2 separate regions of the Sus scrofa genome follow, and region 2 is linked to region 1. Evidence: chromatin contacts called from public HiChIP or PLAC-seq data. All regions are on one chromosome and are shown on one strand. The core of a region is the stretch at or near the end of the contact, and the rest is flanking DNA. Distances in the headings are between cores, read along the strand shown.

What was found. HiChIP or PLAC-seq counts read pairs in DNA pulled down with a chosen protein or histone mark.
Region 2: an H3K27ac HiChIP or PLAC-seq map of alveolar macrophages shows a contact between it and region 1. The contact joins two enhancer-like sites. A contact is called at or near these places in 4 of 47 Hi-C or Micro-C datasets (embryonic fibroblasts, fetal liver, fetal skeletal muscle and 1 more) and 1 of 2 datasets of contacts at active chromatin or transcription factors (alveolar macrophages).

What each region holds. Positions count from the first base shown.
Region 1 is chr17:62,142,375-62,147,728 of Sscrofa11.1, forward strand. All of the region lies in intron 7 of DIDO1 (death-inducer obliterator 1), which reads right to left. Among named protein-coding and RNA genes, the nearest start is that of DIDO1, 29 kb to the right of the region's middle. Within about 2 kb of position 2,362, at least 26 of the 83 cell types and tissues checked have an H3K27ac peak or open chromatin away from gene starts, as enhancers often do. A contact at or near this core is called in alveolar macrophages, fetal liver and subcutaneous adipose tissue, where this site is marked.
Region 2 is chr17:62,238,999-62,244,352 of Sscrofa11.1, forward strand. No RefSeq gene overlaps it. Among named protein-coding and RNA genes, the nearest start is that of BHLHE23, 13 kb to the left of the region's middle. Within about 2 kb of position 3,138, at least 30 of the 83 cell types and tissues checked have an H3K27ac peak or open chromatin away from gene starts, as enhancers often do. A contact at or near this core is called in alveolar macrophages, fetal liver and subcutaneous adipose tissue, where this site is marked.

The DNA of each region.
Region 1 (5,354 bases), core at 1,112-3,611:
ACGCCGCCAGCCAGCACTCTGTGCTGAGGGGCTGGCCGCGCTCCACCCCGCAGCCCTCAGCCCCAGGGACCCGCGGCCAAGCAGAGCTGGGACCTGCTGGTAGACGGCTCTGCCCTGGCACGGCGCACATGACGGCAGGAATCCACCCAGAGGGGCAAACCGGGGCACAGGGGCGGGCCCAGTGAAGAGGCAGAACACCATGGGGACACCACGAGGGCAGGTCCCGTCACACAGCCACCTGCTTCCCCAGACTGCCAACGGTGCAGAGAGCCCTGAAACCCCCAGCACCCCAAAGGGAAGATTCGACAGAGGCTCCAGCAATCCCACAATCTTAACCAGGGGCCACCCCAGGGACCTCCTTTCTCCAGCAGCCAGTGAGGCTGGTTCAGCTCTGAATTAAGAGCCCAGGGACCTCAGGTTTTTTCCACTTTACAGTGTAACTCATTTTAGAAAGTTTGCAAACAGCATTGCATGCACCCCAAACTTAGTGTTAGAAACACGTCATTATCAGTAAATAATCCTGACTTGGTTTCATCTCACAGAGGCCCCTCAGCCCCACATCCAGTCTCCACCACCGGACCGTGTGCTCGTGGAGCAGGCCCCGGGGCTTGTGCTGGCCGGGCTTTCTAGAGACCACCTGCTCTCAAGTGACCCACTGCTGCCCGACGACCGCTGTCGGGTCACAGCTCCAAAGGCTTCACTGCTTTGGAAGCTGAGTCGAAAGCACTGGTGGGCTCTCTGCCCACGTCAAAGCAGGAGAGGGGCACACCTGGAACCAGGAATAAAACCCGCACTCCTCCATGTGCCGTCTCACCAGGTCGAGGGCAGTCACCTGGGCAGCAGTGACCCTCAGCACTGGGCGCATCAACTGCGGAGCTGCCAGACCTCGGGGTGGATGCAGGGCGGGCGGGCAGGAAGGAACAAGCCTGTAGGACTAACGCCGAGGCCCCAGAGCGGCTCGGCTGCTGCCCTTCGCCGACTTGCCGGGGATTCCAACAGCACACTTTTAAATAAAGCAAGAGGGGAGTTCCTGTTGTGGCGCAGTGGTTAACGAATCCGACTAGGAACCATGAGGTTGCGGGTTCGGTCCCTGCCCTTGCTCAGTGGGTTAACGATCCGGCGTTGTCGTGAGCTGTGGTGTAGGTTGCAGAAGCGGCTCGGATCCCGCGTTGCTGTGGCTCTGGCGTAGGCCTGTGGCTACAGCTCCGATTCGATCCCTAGCCTGGGAACCTCCATATGCCGCGGGAGCGGCCCAAGAAATAGCTAAAAAGACCAAAAAAAATAATAAAAATTAAAAAAAAAAAAGTAAATAAAGCAAGAGGGCTGGACCACGGTGCTTCCAGAACGCCCAGTGAGGGGCTGACTGTAAACGCAGGACACGCGGTGAGGGGCCTCTAACAAGTCTCGCCAGGTGACAACCCACGTTCACCAGAACCCCCCGCCCCCAGGATCAGTGTTTCCACTCATCCAACGTCCAGGGAAACCCAAGCCAGGAGGTTATTTTTAGGACGTGCCCAGGACACGTGATGAGTGGGACCCACGAGCCAATGGTCGGACCAGTGAGTGATGTAACCTATCTTGGAGCAGAAGATGGCTTTCCTTAACTACGAAGCGACTCTTACAAAATTAGTTGCTTCTGGCTTTGAAAAGTCAACTTTCATCATCCCTTCCCTGTCTCTCCGAGAGTAAATATGCCAACAGCTAGGTCTGCAGAGAAGGTACTGGGAAGAGCTGGAGCAGGTGGACTCCCCCCGCTGGCCGCATCCCTCTCCCACTCTGAAGGGGACCGTGTACACCACGGCCAGACGCGGTCCCACCGTCGGCCGCCTGGGGGTCGGCTGCTGCTGGAACAAGCGACTACAGTGCAGCACCAGTGTCTGATCGTGAGAGAAACAAGATCTCCGAGTGGGCTAAAAGCAAATTCGCAAGCCCTGCACCCCAAACTGTACTGCAGTGGTGCGTGCAAAGCCGCAGAGGGGCTCGGAGCACCTAAGGAGCCACCAAGAGCCTGTTTGAGGAAAGCAGCCCTCCCCGCCCCCGCCAGTGGCTCCAGGGGACGCCTGCCCACGTGCTGGACCCAGACGGCCCACGGGAGCGCGTGCCCAGCCTGGGCTGGGCGGGCCTGCCTGCGGGGAGGAAGAGTGGCCCGGGCTGCAGGCCAGGTGCCGTCTTGGGGAGCAGCCAGCCTCTGCTGGGGGGCCGTGTGTTTGCATGGGGACCTGGGGGGCCGTGGGGAGCCTGGCAGGGGCCAGCAACTCTAATTGGCTCATCTCCCACTAGGCACGAAACCAGGGACGCGTCAACTGCAAGGCCGGCCGAGGCGCTGCGGCCCCGCTGGCCACTGGGTGGCAGTGGCGAGCCTCCGCCAAGGACAGGGCGGCCGCACTGCTCTGGCCCCCAGCGGCCCAGGGAGTCCCGGCAGGACGGGAGCTGCAAGCGCCGTGCCGCCCAGGCCTCGACAGCTCCTCACAGGGCTGCTGAGAAGCCCCAGCGACCACAGCTGCTCTGTCCCCTCTGTCCCGCCCCACGAGGAGCCAGCTGACCCTCCGCCCCCAGAAGATGTGAGGCTCTCGGTCCCTGACATGGGGGGGGGGGGCCCGCTGCTCACCAACGGCTGGCTGTGAACGCCAGAGAAACCAAAGCCAGCTTCTGGCGGGACAAGGAGCCAGGCAGAGCCCCAGCTGCTGGGGCAGGGAGGCGGCCCCCAGGGGCTCCCTCCCGGGGCCCCCGACCCCACACCCCACCCACCCCACTGGGGCCTGAATCCGCTCAGCGCAAAGAGCAAGGCGGCTAGCACCACTGCCACAGGAAGTGAGTGCCAGGCTCAGAGGACAGAGGGGCAGCCGGGGAGGTGGGGTCCATGGGGACATCAGCCCTACTGCCAGCTCAGTGTGACACATGTACAAGGAGCTTCCCCGTTTCAACTCCGCTTCCTGACACGATTTTCCAGAGTGTGAAAAACCCGGCAGCAAGAGCGAGCCACTGCGCTCGTGCCTCTGCCTGTCTGGACGCCCCTCGTGCCAACTGGCTCCCACGCCCCGAACCCCTCCAGGGGGCCCGAGGCCCGCGTGCTGGTCTTTCTCTGGGGCCACAGCCAGGCTGTGGTGCTTCGGGGCCGCAGTGAGCGTTTCTGGGCGGACTTGTTCCCACGCACGTCCAGGGTCCGAGTGACGGCCACCTTCCACGGGGAGGTGCTTACAGCTGCCCACGAGACACTCGCCCACGTCCAAGCGTGGCTTGGAGGCAAAGGGCCCTTCCCGTGTCAGTCGTCTCACACAGAGCCTCCTGCAAGCCACACCCACACCCGAGTCGTGCTGGACGGGTCACATCTTTCAACACGAGCGCTGAGGCCGTGCCCAGGGACCTCGCCCCCTTCCCAGACCTGCAATGGGCAGTGCCCGGCCCTCTCCCCACTGGGGTAAGGTTATCTGAAGCAACCCGACAGGACCAGGCCTGTGTTCAGACTCGTGCCCCCCAGGCCCCTCGTCCCAAAGGGTGACCTTCAGCAGAGGGCCGGTGGCTGGGCCCGCAGGCCAAGCAGCGGTTACCTTTGTGCGTCTTGCTGAAGGCCTCCGGGTGCGTAGCAACGGGCGTCACCCCGACCTTCCCTGACATAAACGCAGGTGGAAAAGCTTCTCCTCCATCTTCTGGGTTTGCTTCCTTAACTTTCAGCGCTAAGCCTGCAGCTATGTGCACGGGGACGTGCCCACGCACAGCCAAGAGCATCCTAACTTCAAATGCACTGAAACGCGTGTCCCGCACGGGAACTGCACCGTCTCCAGAGGGACCCTGGACTCAAGGCCACCCAAGGACTTGGCTGCGGCACCCGTCTGTGAGCAGCGCTAGGTAGATGCAGACCCCCAAAGGCCACGTGATGGCTGAGGAAGAGCAGGTGAGGGAGCAGGGTCGATCCTGCTAGACGCTTCTAGACTCCACCCCTCTGGCGGGGGGCGGGGGAGCTCGAGATCTCTGAAAACGTCAGAGCATAGGTGCGTGTGACACCTCTCGCCCTACTTTTCTGGACAGTTGGTGGCCAACCCTTGTGACAAGTGTGGGGCTGCCAAGGACAGCCAAGAGAATCCTAGCTCGGCGGGAACTGGGAAACCCTGTCACGGTAAACCCCGTAACTGCTCGGGGCGGTGTCCCCCAAACTGGCTCGGACGCACAGGTCTGCTTGCCCCACCCACGTTTTTTGGCCACAGACAATTCTGATAGAGACAGTTAAAAATGGCTTGTGCAACCGATAAAACGAGACCGTCCCAAGCATGGGATTTCGACTGAGGCCTGGCTTCAGGACCCCATGTATCTCTCCCCAGAGGAAGCCACTTCCTCTTGTGACGCGTGGCGCGTGGGGCAGCGCCAGAGCTGGGCGTGCAGGCTCCCTCAGGGGTTCCATTCTGGTTCTCAAAGCGAGATGAAGCCGTAGAAATCCCATCTTCCAGTTCCGATCTGCCCTGACCCTGTGTTTTAAGTCGCCTCAGAGCCATTCGTGGAGCCCACGATACTAGAATTGTGCCTGCGACTCAGCAGCAGCCCACCTCCAACTGCCACCAACCCAGGGACACGGTGGAACAGACGCCGTCAGCCCTGCTCGTGCCCTGGAAAGCAACGAGAGGGGAGCCCACAGTGGGAGTGCAGAGGCAGGAGGAGGAAGAGAAGGCAGGCTGTGGAAACACAAAGAAACGTGATAGGGGAGAAGGGGACGGGCAGCTGTTCAGAAATCCTGATAAACCTCCGAGAACAAGTGCGTGTCTGCCCCGCGCCCCGAGGACACAGGAGGCTCCGCTGCTCACGAGCCCTGCAGAGCAAGGTCTCACCCTCGATGCCCTCAGAAGAGCCGCCCTGCACCCACGACCCAGGCCGGCTCCACAGCCCGGGGGAGGGAGGCCCAGAGCCGCCCCGGGGCAGCAGCCTGGCTGCCCAAGCCCCGACCGGGGCCAGGGGTGGCATCGCTCCCCCTGAGCACAGTCCGGGTCTGTGAGGCGTGGCCGGGGACTCGGGAAGGGCCCGGCGACGGCGAGGTGATGCTCTGTCTGGGGAAGAGGCAGCGGCCCAGTGCTCCTCACCAGGCGGAGGGGACAGTGACCCTTTACGCTCCCGACCATCTTTGGGGAAGACGACATTTCCGGGGTCACAAAAGTGATCAAAGCAACGAGCTCAAAGACAGGTCCTTTGCACGTGCTAGAAAGGTGGCCATCCATCCTTGCGACCTTGAGGTGTCCGTGTGCTGAGCAGGGTAGCCAGCCATCCGTCTGCCCCCATCCCCGAGGCTCGCCAGCTTCAGGAGCGGCAGCGGTGGCAGAGGAGACGAGCGGGCCTGTGAGCCGAGCTGCCGCCTCCTCCCTGCCCCCGCC
Region 2 (5,354 bases), core at 1,888-4,387, 97 kb after region 1:
TGTCCCCTCGCTGCTGGACTGCTGTCCAGCGCCAGCCACAGTCTTGTCCCAGTGTCACTGGTGGCAGGACCCTGGCCTGTGGGATGCACGCTGTGGCTAGAAGTTCGGCCAAGAGGAAGCTGGATGCCGCTGTCACTAGGGTTTCATCAGTGAAAAGTGATGAAAGGCTTATGGCCCAGACCTGCCCAGTATCCAGGGGCCTGGCCCCGCCTGTGACCCAGCACCCCATCAAGATGCGGCCACTGCTTGGCTGTGCCGATGGGCACCGCCATTCATTAGGCTTTTCCCCTCAGCAGAAGAGTCATTTTGCGGAGAGGGAGTCGAGCCCTCCTGCTTTTCCTAAGTTTCTGCACATTTGCGCGGTGGGGGCTCACCCCCCCTCTTCTAACAGAGAGACGATGAGGTGGGAGAGGCCGCGTGTCTGGTGGCTGGTCTGGCTGCGTGAAGACAGATGGCGTTAATTCAGTGCCACTGAATCGGGCTTGCAGTTAGCGGAGGGCGCCGGCCGCCTGGGGGACGTGGGGTGTGTGTCAGCTGTGGCAGGGCCACCCACCAACCCACGCTCGCGGGCTCTCCGCCAGATTGCCCCAAAGTGGCGTGAAATTAAGGCGCTCCTTCTTGACAGCAGGATTCTTGTTTTTCTCTGCCCTCCTCTCCTTGTGCTGCATCCTCTGATGGGAAGGGGTTGGACACACCCCCCCAGGACCACCCTGAGGCCCGGCCACCGCCTTTTCCCTGGACCAAGGTGCGTGGGTGTCAGGACAGAGCCGCAGCTCAGCCCTGAACCTCCACAGCCCCCCGGGACCTCTGCTCAGGGCGCCCCCTCCTCAAAGGGCCTCGGGCGCCTACCAGGTGCAGTGTGGACGCAGGTGCCAGGCAGGGCTGGCCAGGCCTGAGCTGGCTCCTTCCAGCCTGGCCCCGGGCCTCAAGACAGGTGGCGCCTGGCCCCAGCAGGCCGTGCCCCCCTCGCTCTGCGCGCAGCCACCGCGAGCCCGGTGCCCTCCTTTCCAAAGTGACTTCTGCATTTGAAGAAGCTCCACTCTCAGGATGAATGGGGACCGGGTCCCGTGGAAGCAGCCGCCCTACTTAGAGCAGAGGCGCCTGCCGAGCCGGAGGAGACGCGCGGCCTCTCTGCCCGTGATTTCTGTCCTGGGGGGGAGGTGGGGAATCCAGACGCTCCAGACCTTCCAGAACGTTCATGTCTTTTTCTGCAGTTAAGGCCCGCAGCCGCGCCCGCCCTCCTGCCTGGGCCTTGGGATGTGTGTAGACCCCACCATGTGCTGTCCGCTCGCTGGACACGGCACCCGAAGGCCAGCAGCTCGCAGGTGCAGGGCTGCCCAGGCCAGGGACAGGTGCTGCCTGGGGTTAGGGGCGACTGTGCCTCCACAAAAGCCCCCTGGCCTGGGTTCTGCTGGACCAGGGGCTGTGGTCCGTTGTGAACTCACCCAGCTTGACCCGTTCGTCCCCCTCAGTGAGCTGCACTTGGGGCTCCCCACTTGGGGTGCTGGGGGGCCTGTGCAGGCCTCGGGGGCAGGCTGCTGACAGGTCCAGGTAGCTGGTTTGGATACAGCGGCCCAGGCACCCAGAGTGGGGGAACATGGGGCCATGTGGCAGCGCCTCCCGAGTGGCTCCTGGGCTCCTCCTCCAAGGTGTGGGTGGGACACTTGAGGTGTCAGCCTCATGGGCGGGGCTTCCCAGGCTGTACCCCTATGGGAACACCGGGGTGCCCCAGCTCTTCCTCTCCCGTCTTCCTTGTCCGCAGGTTCCCAGGGGCGTCAGGGAGAGTGAGGGGGCGTCTGGGGGCGGCAGACCCAGCCCCCACCCCACCCTGCCTCCCTCCATGTTGGGGGAGAGCTGCATCTGCGCTGGACCTAACTGGGGGCCTCGACTCCTGGTTCCCAGGGGCCAGCGGGGGCCTGAGAACACCACGGGCTGTCCTGTCCACAGTCTCAGGCTGCAAAGAGCAGCTGCTTTCCCGATTGGGAAGTGTCGCTTTCTTGTGTATGACGTGGAGGCTAATTGCAGGCGGTGGGGCAGCGAAAGTGCAAACGTAGTTTTCAAATTGTGCTTTGGAGTCGGGTCATTGGCCAGAAATAAACCCTCCTCCCCCAGCCCCACCCCTTGGTGTGCGTAGGGGCCACTGGAGGGAGTGGGGAGGCTGGGCCGGAGGTGCCAGCCTCGGCAGATCACACAGGCCCCGGGCCCCAGGGACCTGCAGCTGGAGGCAGTGACAGCCACCTCCAGGCCTTCCTCCTCCTCCGTTCCATGCTGGGGCTCAGGATCGGGCGTTACCTTCGGACCAGAGGGGAGCCGCGTGCGCTGCCAGGGTGGAGGCACTTCTGCCCGGGAGCTCGGCAAACTCAGGAAGGCATGAACACACTCAGGAGTGACACCGCCGACGCGGCACGTGGGCGGGGTTCAGACGAAACACTGGGTTTTATGCAGCTGAGCACCCTTGGGTCTCCACCCTCCCTCCCGGACCCCCGGCGCCCGCCCTCCCCTGGCCCACTCAGTAGGGCGCTGGGGAGCCTCTGATGGACTGAGAGGCTGGGCCGGTGTCTCCCCACACCCCCAACCCAGCACCCCCGGGGAGGGGCCTCCCCTCTCTTTCCTGAGCTGACTTCTGGAGCCGGCGCAGCGCCTCCCCCCAGCCTGGGTCCTTCAGCCTTGGTCCGGGGTCCCCAGCTCCTGCATCTTAATGACGTCGGTGGTGGGGGTGGGGCAACCCTCACCCCCGTTTAGTGAGTCACGCTGCCCGCCTCCCTCGCTCCACAGGCGGAGGGTCTTGGGCAACGTCGAGGCTCACGGAGGGGGCCCCCCTGAGAGCCACGTGCCTGCTGGTGGTGGGTGCTGGCTCCCGCCTGGCTTGGGGCATCGTGGAGGCGGGCCCCTCCCCAGAGGACCGAGTCACAGTTCCCGCGGGATGAGCGTGAGAGCGGAGGCCACAGCGCACCTGCCGCTGTCCCCACAGCCACCCTCCTGCCCGTCTGAGCCGTGTTCCTGCCCCTGGGGGCTTTCTCCCCCAGGATGCACCCATTACAGGCGTGCGCCTCAGCCGTGTGGCTGTTTGGGGAAGTGCTCGGTTTCTGGTTGACGGGGCACATTCAGGACGGAAGTCTATGAAAGCGGCATTTACAGGGTGGTGCACACCCGCCGCCTCGTTTCGGTTTCGCTCCCGGCGGCCCAGGAACACAAACGCGGGGTTTGCAGCCTGGTCGGGTCTGAAGGTGCATGCCCCATTTTAAACCCAGCAACCGCACTGCTCTCCCAGCCGTGAAGCTTCCAGAAGGAATGGGTTCGTGACAGGTCTGCCTTTTCCGTGCCACACACGCAGAGGCTGCCAGGCCGTGACCCGAGACAGGCCTCCAGGGCACCACTGACCTGGGCCCTAAGGCCCCCTCCAGGCGCCGCACGCGCCCTGCCCTGAGGCAATCGCACCCTGCTGGTGCTGACCCTCCGCCGTGTCAGAGGGAGAGGGAAGTTGTTTGCTAGCTTGGCATCCTACAGCTCATTATTGAATTACCCTAATTACCCTAAAGTTTTACCGAATTTGGCATCAAAACAAAAATCTGTGATTGCAGCGACAGAAAGTATTAACAGAATGAACTTATTGAGGGCTAACTTTAACTCGGTTTGTTGCAAAGGCATGACCCTGGGGGGAACCGTGCTGGGGGTCCATGGCAGGTGACAGGAACCCTGAGGCCCAACAGCAGGTGTGTACAGCCCCCCGCCCTGTGCAACCTCCCCAGGAGCAGGATTTAGGAGGGGTTTCTCCAAACCAAGGCTCCAGGGTTCAATTCCGGTCTCATCCCCGTCTTCGTCTCTTTCCCCCCCTCCTCCCTACCCCGGCCCTCCAGCTGTGTGGTCCCCACTGGCCTCCCCCAAGACCCCGGCCGCAATCGGACACACGTGTGTCACCCACAGGGAAGCCCCAGCCTGGGTGTCCAGGTGCCACGGGGCCAGTGGTGCCAGCGAGAAGTCTGAGCCTCACCTCCGTTACGAGCACTGAGCTGGCACGTGAGGCCCGGGCGGTGCCATAAACCCTGTGTTGCCGTGGACGGTCCAGCAAGGTCCTCGGCCACAGCAACAAGGACACTCTCCTCCAGGCAGGACACGCCACAGAGGTCACTTTCTGGGAGCCGGGCAAGGTCACAGCCCTGGCCATTCAGGCGCCCCCACTGCCCTCTGGATTTGCCTGGAGTCTGGCTGCCAGCAGGTCGGACTCACCAGTTTGAGACACTAGCGCTTCCCCAACCAGCTGCTGAGAACCTGTCTGGACTTGGACGGTGGTCCAGGAATTGGCCTCTTGTCCAGGAAGGGGGGCTGGGGGGGGCGGGCACTGGACACCCCCTCAGCAAGGGTCCTGCCCTGTGGTTGCAGAAAGCCCATCCCCCTCCAGAGTGGGCGGTGTGAGCCTCGCAGCCGCAGGATGCTCCCCTGCACCTGTGCTCAGTCCTGCTGGGAGCAGCCTGGCCTCGAGCCCCCCTGCCCCGGCCTTGTGCCCTGGGCGGGGCAGACGGCTGCCTCCTCCTGGCTCTGGCAGGGGCCGCCGGTCCTGCCGTCCAGGGCAGCCTCCAAGGGTCCCTGCACGTCCACGTCCTCCCCGCAGTCCTGGAGGCTGCTGGCCCCTGGGTGGGGCGTCCCTGCTGCTGTCATTGCCATCACCGTCGCCACCACCGTCCCCACGACCGACCGCAGACCACCTGACAAAGGGCTTCGAGAGCCCCAGGGAGGAGACGGCCGGGCTCTGGACGGCGGCCGGACAAGCCCTCGGCCCGATCTCTTCATGGTGCAGCATTTGTGTGTTTGAACTGCTTGAGATAACGAGGGCAGGAAGTTCCCGCTGTGGCTCAGCGGTAACAAGCCTGACTAATTTCCATGAGGATGTGGGTTCAATCCCGGGCCTCGCTCAGGGGGTTAAGGATCCGGCGTTGCCGTGAGCTGTGGTGTAGGTCGCAGACTCGGCTCGGATCTGGTGTGGCTGTGGCGTAGGCCGGCAGCTGCAGTTCCAATCCGATCCCTAGCCTGGGAACCTCCATATGCCGCGGGGGTGGTCCCTCCACCCCCAAAAAAGATAACAAGATCAGGCACAGAGAAGAGAACACGCAGGCGAGGTGGTTTTCACTGAGGGTCTGAGACTTACGTGGGGAGACGGTCTCCGAACCGCGGTCACAGGACAGAAGCCTGCTGCTCCTCCCGACGCTCCGGGCTCAGCCACAGACGGCGAGGAGGCAGCCACCAGCCTCCTCGTGCACTTTCCCATGCCCCCGAGCCCGGAGTGCCACACCCAGGGTGCCTTCTCACCCCCGCCCCCCCCGCCCTACCACCAGCACCCCCCCAGAGGGTCCCCACCC